Linked DNA regions of Mus musculus: region 1 is linked to region 2. Evidence: chromatin contacts called from public HiChIP or PLAC-seq data. All regions are on one chromosome and are shown on one strand. The core of a region is the stretch at or near the end of the contact, and the rest is flanking DNA. Distances in the headings are between cores, read along the strand shown. Region 1 has its middle 17 kb from the start of Arl4c. Region 2 overlaps Gm19589 (predicted gene, 19589).

Region 1 (3,759 bases), core at 389-2,888, 120 kb after region 2:
GCAGGGGGGGCTGGAATTTCAATGTCATCCTCAACTACATAGGGAGTTCAAGGCTAGTCTGGTCTAGAAATCCATTATAAACAAACACAACCTTCAGAGCATCCCAACAGACCTCCTCCATCCTCAAAGACCTGCACCCGCTGTGAGAAGATGCATATCTTTCACAGAAGCCCTCTATTTCTTCTAGAATGGCCTACATGCTGGGACCTGCAGTGGCCTGTATGTCCCTACTCTGTCTCCTCTCAGCCCTCCCTGCCTCATTCTCTGCCCCAGGTTTCTCCACCTCCAATACAGCCATGTGGTGGCCAGCATTGATATCAATAACTCTTCTGGGTAATAGGTATGCCAGGAGAAGAGAAGCAAGCCAATACATACACCAACAACAGCAGTGGGGACAGTAGGCACAGAAGCGACATGGTACAACTGCATGTGATGGACACCAGTGTCAGTGGGATGAGGGACCTCAGATCTCCATGGACCACTGTTTGGGAAGAATGAATTTGGAGGAGCCAGAGCAGTGGTTCTCAATCGTCCAGTGCTGTGACCCTTTAATACAGTTCCTCATGTTGTGATGACCCCTAACCCTAAAATTATTTCATTGCTCTTTCATAACTTTAATTTTGTTGATGCTATGAATCACAATGTAAATATCTGACATGTAGGATATATGACCTTTGTGAAAATGTCATTTGACCCCCCAAAAAAGGGTCACAACCCACAGGTTTAGAACTGCTGAGCCAGAGAGTCTGGAGCTGAGGTTCCTTAGGGGACACAGTCACTGATGCCTTCAATGGCAGAGCTTTGAATGCCACCAAATGCAGGAAGTGCCTGAGACAAGGAATTGGAATCAGAGACACACCCCAAGAGATTCCCTGGCTAGAGGAGAGAGGCCAAGCAGACTCTTGGATGGATTGGGTTGGGGGTGTGCTGTAGCTCCTTCCCTGAGATGGTGTCCTGAATTCCCAACAATGCTTGACCAATTGTGATGTCCACAGTAGAGAATTAAGAAATTCACAATAAACTCAGCCCAGACCTGAAAGGTGACAATGTGCACCGTGAAGAATGTATACCTTTTGATATGAGTTTTGACTCCTACAATCTCCATTTCCTTGAGATTATTGGGATACAGTTTCTGTACACTGTGCTCAGAGTGATTTAACTTTCAGTGTGAGGCATGGCTGGCTGGCTGTGATGGAGCTTCAGCAGAGGACAGTCAAAACAGGTTTGTCTGGTCATAAATACTTTAGTTGCTAGGCTCAGCAGATGCCGGTAGACACTTGCCCTAATGAGAGAGTATCGATTAAATTCTAGTTTGGAATCAGGACCCATAATTGCTGGGTTGAAGACTTGAGGGATCATGTTCTGTAATGAAGGCAAACTCCTTGGGAAGCTTCCATTTGACACCAACCCTCAGGGGTCAGTGGTTGTTATGGAAGTAGGTAGAACTAGAATTGGGCACAGATCTCCATGGTGGAGTAGAGACAAAGGGCTTTACAACTACTCCTTGAGCTGGTACATTCTAACTTCATCTTAAAATGCCCACCCCTTTCTTCTGATACCATCTTAGGATTGTGAGCCCTTCTACCCTTCAAATTGTTTCTGAACTGCATCACAGAAGGCAAACTGACAGGTGTTGCTGTCACACTTGTGCTGTGGGTTTTTATGTTTCCTGTACCATCATAAAGCAAGACCACTGTCAGTACACTATAGTGAGCCAGCTTTTGAGAACCGTCTTCTTGGTTCTCTCAAAGGATTTAAATTTAGGACACCCCAAGACTAAAGATTAAGTCATGTGTCTAGTGGAAGATATTCTGTCTTCTGTCTAAACAAACTGTGAAGCTGGAGACACAGTGTTGCTCTGGGCTCCATCATGGGACTGCTCAGGGTTGGGGGTGTCTCCATTAGTAGAATACTGTCACACAGGCAGTTAGATAGACCAAACTAGGCATTCCTGAGTGTGGCCAGGTGTTACCTACCACTAGTCTTTTAGGATTCCAGAACATTTGTCTCCAACACACACTTTGCTCCCTTCAGAGCAGTAGCTACAGACAGTAATGACCAGGCTTGCTCCACTCCAGACCAGTGAGTCTGTCTGAGGGATGGTGAAAAGTGTCACCTTTGTTTCTGTGACCACACATGACTAAACTGAGACGATAGGTTTTCAGTGATGGAGGCCACAAGTTATGGCAAACTCATGGGTGGGATTCAGGGGCAGCCATATCCCAGGCAGGGACCATGTTCAAGCGAGCAAATTAATCATGCTGGAAATGGGTTGTTACAAGAGCAGGATGGGGAACCTGAATATTTTATGTAGAAGAAAATAGCAGCCAATACAAGCATTCAGAGAGGTGCTAAGTGGGCTTCTCAGAGGGCATCCACATGCTGTAAAACCCTAGAGAACTCAGCACATAGGGCTGGGCAACAGAGTCCCTGGCTTCTTCCCAGCCCCTACAGAGGCCCTTGAGGATGCCACAGAAAGGAAAGGTCCATCCACAATCCAGGGTCTTTAGAATCATTTCACTATGGTCAAGAGATAGGCAAGCAGGATGGGGTGGTGGCATCCTGACTGTGATCACTGAGCCTAGAATGCTGCTGCCATTTGCAGGCTCCCAGGTGACTGAAAGTTTACAGCTCTCATTAAAAAGCTATGGAGTGCTTCAAGGCAGGGACAGGACTCAACCCAGTGTGGGCTAGCGTCCCAGGCTGCTGTTCCACAACACACATGTGGATGAGAGGCCAGCAAAGCAGCGATGTTTGGGGGAATCCACCAATCAACCCCCTCAAGGACTCTTGCACTACAATGAGCCACAAATCCTGGGGAGTCCCCCCAAAAGACACTAACCTCTGAGTTTAAGGAATACCTGAGGACTCCCATCTGTGGAGTCAGTACCATTCTCTTCTTTACTGAGACCCCAGCTTGCCCTTGGCTCCCACCCTATCACCATGCAGCCGGGACATATCTAGACCACCGTATCTGTTTTCTCTGCTGAAACCTTGCTACATTAGAGGACATGTCCACCCCTACCCCCATCTGTCTGATTATACACACATCTCCTACCTCCAAGATATCCCAGGATATCTTCCGAAAGACCTCTCAGGATCCTCTCTTCATAACACTATTGAGATCTGGACTAACTGGTTCATACACAAACTTGTGTTGAGATTAGCTTCTCAATGGAACCTTTCTTCTCCCTCATGAACAGATCTATGCCTTTCTAGAGATACGGATGCACCTTGAAGAGCGAGTGAATCTCCTAAGGCAAGATAAGTGACCCCTAGGGTCTGATATAGAACAAATTTATCTCTGATGTTTTAGCCTCTTCCACACATGTTCACTCACTGCCCTCATATGGGGGTCTCACCATGGGAACCCCTGCACGCTTCAGAGCCCAAATAATCACAGAGGATGGGATAATCCCCACACAGTGGGCACATATCCCACACAGGCTACACTTACGGCCAAGGCCAGAATGGAGTTTGTTATAGTGGTCACAGGAAGTACATGCACCTCACGAAGGAAGCTTTCAGTGGCCATCAGCATCCCCCACACTCTTTCATCTCAGTGCACTGAAGCTATAATTACCTACCTGCCAAGGAAGCCTGAGATGTAAACACACTTGCCATTTGTGTGGTACAGACCTTCGAGAGGCAGACCGAACCTTTAATAACAAAAGATGAAACCTTCCTGGAAGCATCTCTAAGCCCAGAGAACATTCTATGAAAAGTAAGATTAAGTTCAAGCAGGTGCTTGAACAAGAC
Region 2 (3,750 bases), core at 984-3,483:
GTGAGTGTGCATGTGAATGTATATGTGTGAGTGTATACGTGTGTGTGTGAGAGAAAGAGAGAGAGTGTGTGTGTGTGTGCACGTGCGAGCGAACACACTTGTGGAAGTCAGAGGAAGACTTGTAGCTGTCAGTTCCCTCCTACCACATGGGTACTAGGAAATCGAACTCAAGTGGTTAGTCTTAGCAGCAGACACCTTCAACTGGTGAGCTGGCCCAATGACTACAGTTTGTTTTGTTTTTTTACTATTTCAGCAATACAGCCTGCTTTTAAAACTAAGTAAACAAAATGGAACGGGGAGGGGAAAGGACCACCAACAACAGCATCAAGCATGAGACTCTTCTTGGGAACAGCTGTGCCTCTAGGCAGACAGATGAATCCAGGTGGCCTTTGATGTCTCTCGGAGCAGAGTATTGTGATGAGTCCTGGCCTCCCTGGAGCTTTTTCATCATCCCTAAATTGGAATCTGCTGCAGAAGCCGTTATCAGCAACCTCGAGCACACTTTCCGGAACAGCAGCTAGAAACCCAAATAAATGCTCTCATTTCCCAAATGCTTGACTCGGGAATGTGAGCCACTGAGTCACAGCTCTTGACTTCAGGGTGACCTGGCTTTTGAGGTGCTGGCCTGAGTCATACCACCTGACCCTACACCATTTGTGTTCTTGGCAACTGACATCGTCTCTGTGTAAGCCAGGCTCCTTCCTCACACTGGGGCTGCTCGAGAATTTCGCAATGTGCAGGGCTCAATGGATGGACCACGGAGATCCTTAAGCACAATGGAATCAAAGATGCCAGCAACTGTTGCCACTTGCTCCTTTGAAACAGTTTTTGAAAAACCCTGTAAGCCTGGCTGAGAAAAGGCAAATAGCCTTTAGTGAATCAGTTTGGCAAGCCAACCCGGATAGAAGATAAATGTGCTGCAAGCACATTTAGCAGCAACAGGACAAAACCACAGGTAGTTCATAGGCACAACAGAGGAGCCTATTCTGCTACCGAGCCCTTCCTGGGGAATACCTGCTCCCCAACTGACCTCTCCACAGGCCCTTTCTAGCACCTTGTCTAGGATGAGATAGGCACATTATTGAATCCTAATGCTCTTCAAAGGCTGATCTGGTTTTCAAGTGGGCCGGTGTCCACCTTCATCTTTATTGTGATCATTGACCCCATTGGTCCTCTGGTCGTATTTCTGGTACCGTGTTCTCTATGGGTAAGGAAAGGAACTGCAGATCCAATGGCCCTTCAGAGACTTCGGTGAAAAATGCACATGATGTTCGGCTGTTCTGGTAATGAAATAGATGCACATTAAAAACAACAGTGACGTGTCTACACCAGCGTCTGTAGACACGGCTCCAGAGTAAAGCACTTGCTATGCAATCAGGCTCTGAGCTCAGATCCCTAGCAAGCATGTAATAGCCTGGTGTGATAGTCCCATCCTAGTAACTTAAACCTAGACCCTTCCACCTCGTGATCCGTCTTCCAGGACTTCACCCCAGCCACTAAGCCTCATATATAAGCTTTTGTAATGTCATGGTTCATAACGGGTAGGCTCTGAGAAATGACCACTGGACAGGTGGGGGTCGGGGTGCATGATAAAGCCATCAAACAAAGTGTGTGAGATTCAGTCTTCCTGTCACATGCCCAGCTACAGAAGAAAACAAAATATTACTTGCAGAGTAAAATATCTAATACTACCTCAGGGTTTGGAAGGAGCCACATGAAAATGGCAATGGAGTCACATCCTGGAGACTGGATAGGCTCATTTTTATTTTTGCATCTATATTTTTCCCTATTCTCCATTTGATTAGAAAGTATGTTACTTTAATAAAAACTTTTTAATCAAAAGTTAATTCAGGACTGAGAAAGGCCTGAATGGACACCAAAGCCTGGGCTGCCAGTTGGGTTGGCTGCTTAGCCTGTCAGGGAGGTTGACAAAACCCACGTTTGCTGCAGGAGGTGAATGAGCAGAGTGGTCGTTCTTGTCCTATAGATGACAAGGTACTGCACACAGGTGTGCGCACACAATCAAGGTGAGGATCTATCTGCTAGAAGCTTCTATCTCACTTTGCCTTAGTACCCTCCGCCTCACTTTCTAAGTCAAAGGCTCACACATGTCTTGCTTTCTCCCCTAGAGTCTCTCTCTACCCAGCCAACTTGGGAGTAGTCCCCACGTCTGACCACTGAGCCTGAGAACAGGCTGTTCCCATATGGCCAGAAGAGGGCGCTGTGGGGCAGGACAGGCTTCTGCCTACTGTTTAACATGTCTGTCCATTGGACAATGGAACAGAACACCCTGGCCACTGTTGCTGCAGGGGTTACATGCAACAATTATACATGATCAGTGTACAAGCTCTCCAGGGATCTGTAGCTACACAGGACTGGTTTTCCTTTACACTGTCCTCTTAGAGAGTGTGGTTCTCAACAATGTACCCTGGCTTTGCCCAAACTCTCACCTCCCAAGACATCTTTCATCTTCCTCTTTCATGAACAAGGCCACTGTCCTTGCCCGACACGTTTACTAGTAGGGATTTGGGGCCTGTTTACTGTGCACACTTGCTAGATCCAGTACCTGACCCAGTGTGGCCAACTGTTTGAACTCTGAAATAAAATAAAATAAAATAAAATAAAATAAAATAAAATAAAAAAAATAAAATAAAAGATGATCCTGGATCCCTGGGCCAGGAATTCACTGGTTCCATGTCCAGTACTTTGGTCTTTGGACCATGGTGACAAGGCCTTCCTTGTGGCCAGTGTTGAAAGAGCTCTCAGAGCCCTCAGCTTTAGGGGAAGGCCCTCGTCATGACATTCCCTAGCTAACTTACACTTGAACCCAAGATTCTCCTGGGATAGATGTCCATTCGGTCTCTCAGCCTAGGTCCCAGCACCTACTGCCTGCTATCTGGCTCTAGTTTGGTCTTCTGTATTCATTTTCCCCACATGCCCAGCCCAAGACTTCTGTCTCATGGGACCTCTGGGCTTTTAGGCTGACTCTGGCCACAGCCTCTCTGAACCATTGTGTGGCTTGTGCTCTGTGCCTTCCTAGGCAGGACTTCTCATACTTCAGTCCATGAGCATTAGAGTAAAGCCAGAATAGCCACGCAGCAGTAAGTAACACCTGTGGCATGGCTATCGTGTTGTGAGCCGAGAGCTCCCTAGGAAAGTCTGGACCCTCTGGATACACAATGAGGAAGGTTACAGAGTCCTCAACTGCAAAGAGAAGAGCTCATCTCAACCATCTAGAAATAGTGAACAATAGTACCCACTGGCCCTGGGGCCTGGCAATCCTACTCTATTCCCCTGCTCTGACAGGCTTTTCGGGTCCTCATGCCATCAGAGTCATGATCTCACTCAGCTGCAGGACCTGAGACCCAGCCTGACTTTATCCAATGATGTCTTAAAGCCATCGCTGTTCTTGGCTCTGGTCCAGCATCTATCCCTTGCAAGAACTCTTTCCTCCCTATAGGCCCCATTGATAGCCATTTGCTTTCACCTGCTGGGGTAAGCACCCCTTATAGATAGCACTGATGAACAGAAGAGATATGGCGTAGCTTCGGAGCTCAGAGCCCAGCCAACCTGAGTTACGGTATTATGACTGATTACAGATCTGTGCAGGGATGCCCAGGAGCCATGTTTACATCTATTATGTTTACTCTAGGTGAGTTGGACCAGTGGGTAAAGGTGTCTTGGACAGGTATCTCTTTGTGCCCTGTGATCACTCGAGATTCTGTCTCCTCTCACCTCACACCAGTGGTG

The links. HiChIP or PLAC-seq counts read pairs in DNA pulled down with a chosen protein or histone mark.
Region 1: a BATF HiChIP or PLAC-seq map of CD8 T cells shows a contact between it and region 2, with 12 read pairs. The contact joins two enhancer-like sites. A contact is called at or near these places in 1 of 39 promoter capture datasets (neural stem cells), 4 of 15 datasets of contacts at CTCF or cohesin (CD8 T cells, the NIH/3T3 cell line and stem cell-derived epiblast-like cells), 27 of 484 Hi-C or Micro-C datasets (3T3-L1-derived adipocytes, the 4T1 cell line, CD4 T cells and 17 more) and 26 of 115 datasets of contacts at active chromatin or transcription factors (CD4 single positive thymocytes, CD8 T cells, the HPC-7 cell line and 20 more).

The regions. Positions count from the first base shown.
Region 1 is chr1:88,683,288-88,687,046 of GRCm38.p6, forward strand. No RefSeq gene overlaps it. Among named protein-coding and RNA genes, the nearest start is that of Arl4c, 17 kb to the right of the region's middle. Within about 2 kb of position 1,639, at least 23 of the 459 cell types and tissues checked have an H3K27ac peak or open chromatin away from gene starts, as enhancers often do. A contact at or near this core is called in CD8 T cells and memory CD8 T cells, where this site is marked.
Region 2 is chr1:88,560,323-88,564,072 of GRCm38.p6, forward strand. It overlaps Gm19589 (predicted gene, 19589), which reads left to right. Exons shown (of 6, transcript NR_037971.2): 6 at 254-1,844. Among named protein-coding and RNA genes, the nearest start is that of Gm41912, 7.8 kb to the right of the region's middle. Within about 2 kb of position 2,234, at least 33 of the 459 cell types and tissues checked have an H3K27ac peak or open chromatin away from gene starts, as enhancers often do. A contact at or near this core is called in CD8 T cells and memory CD8 T cells, where this site is marked.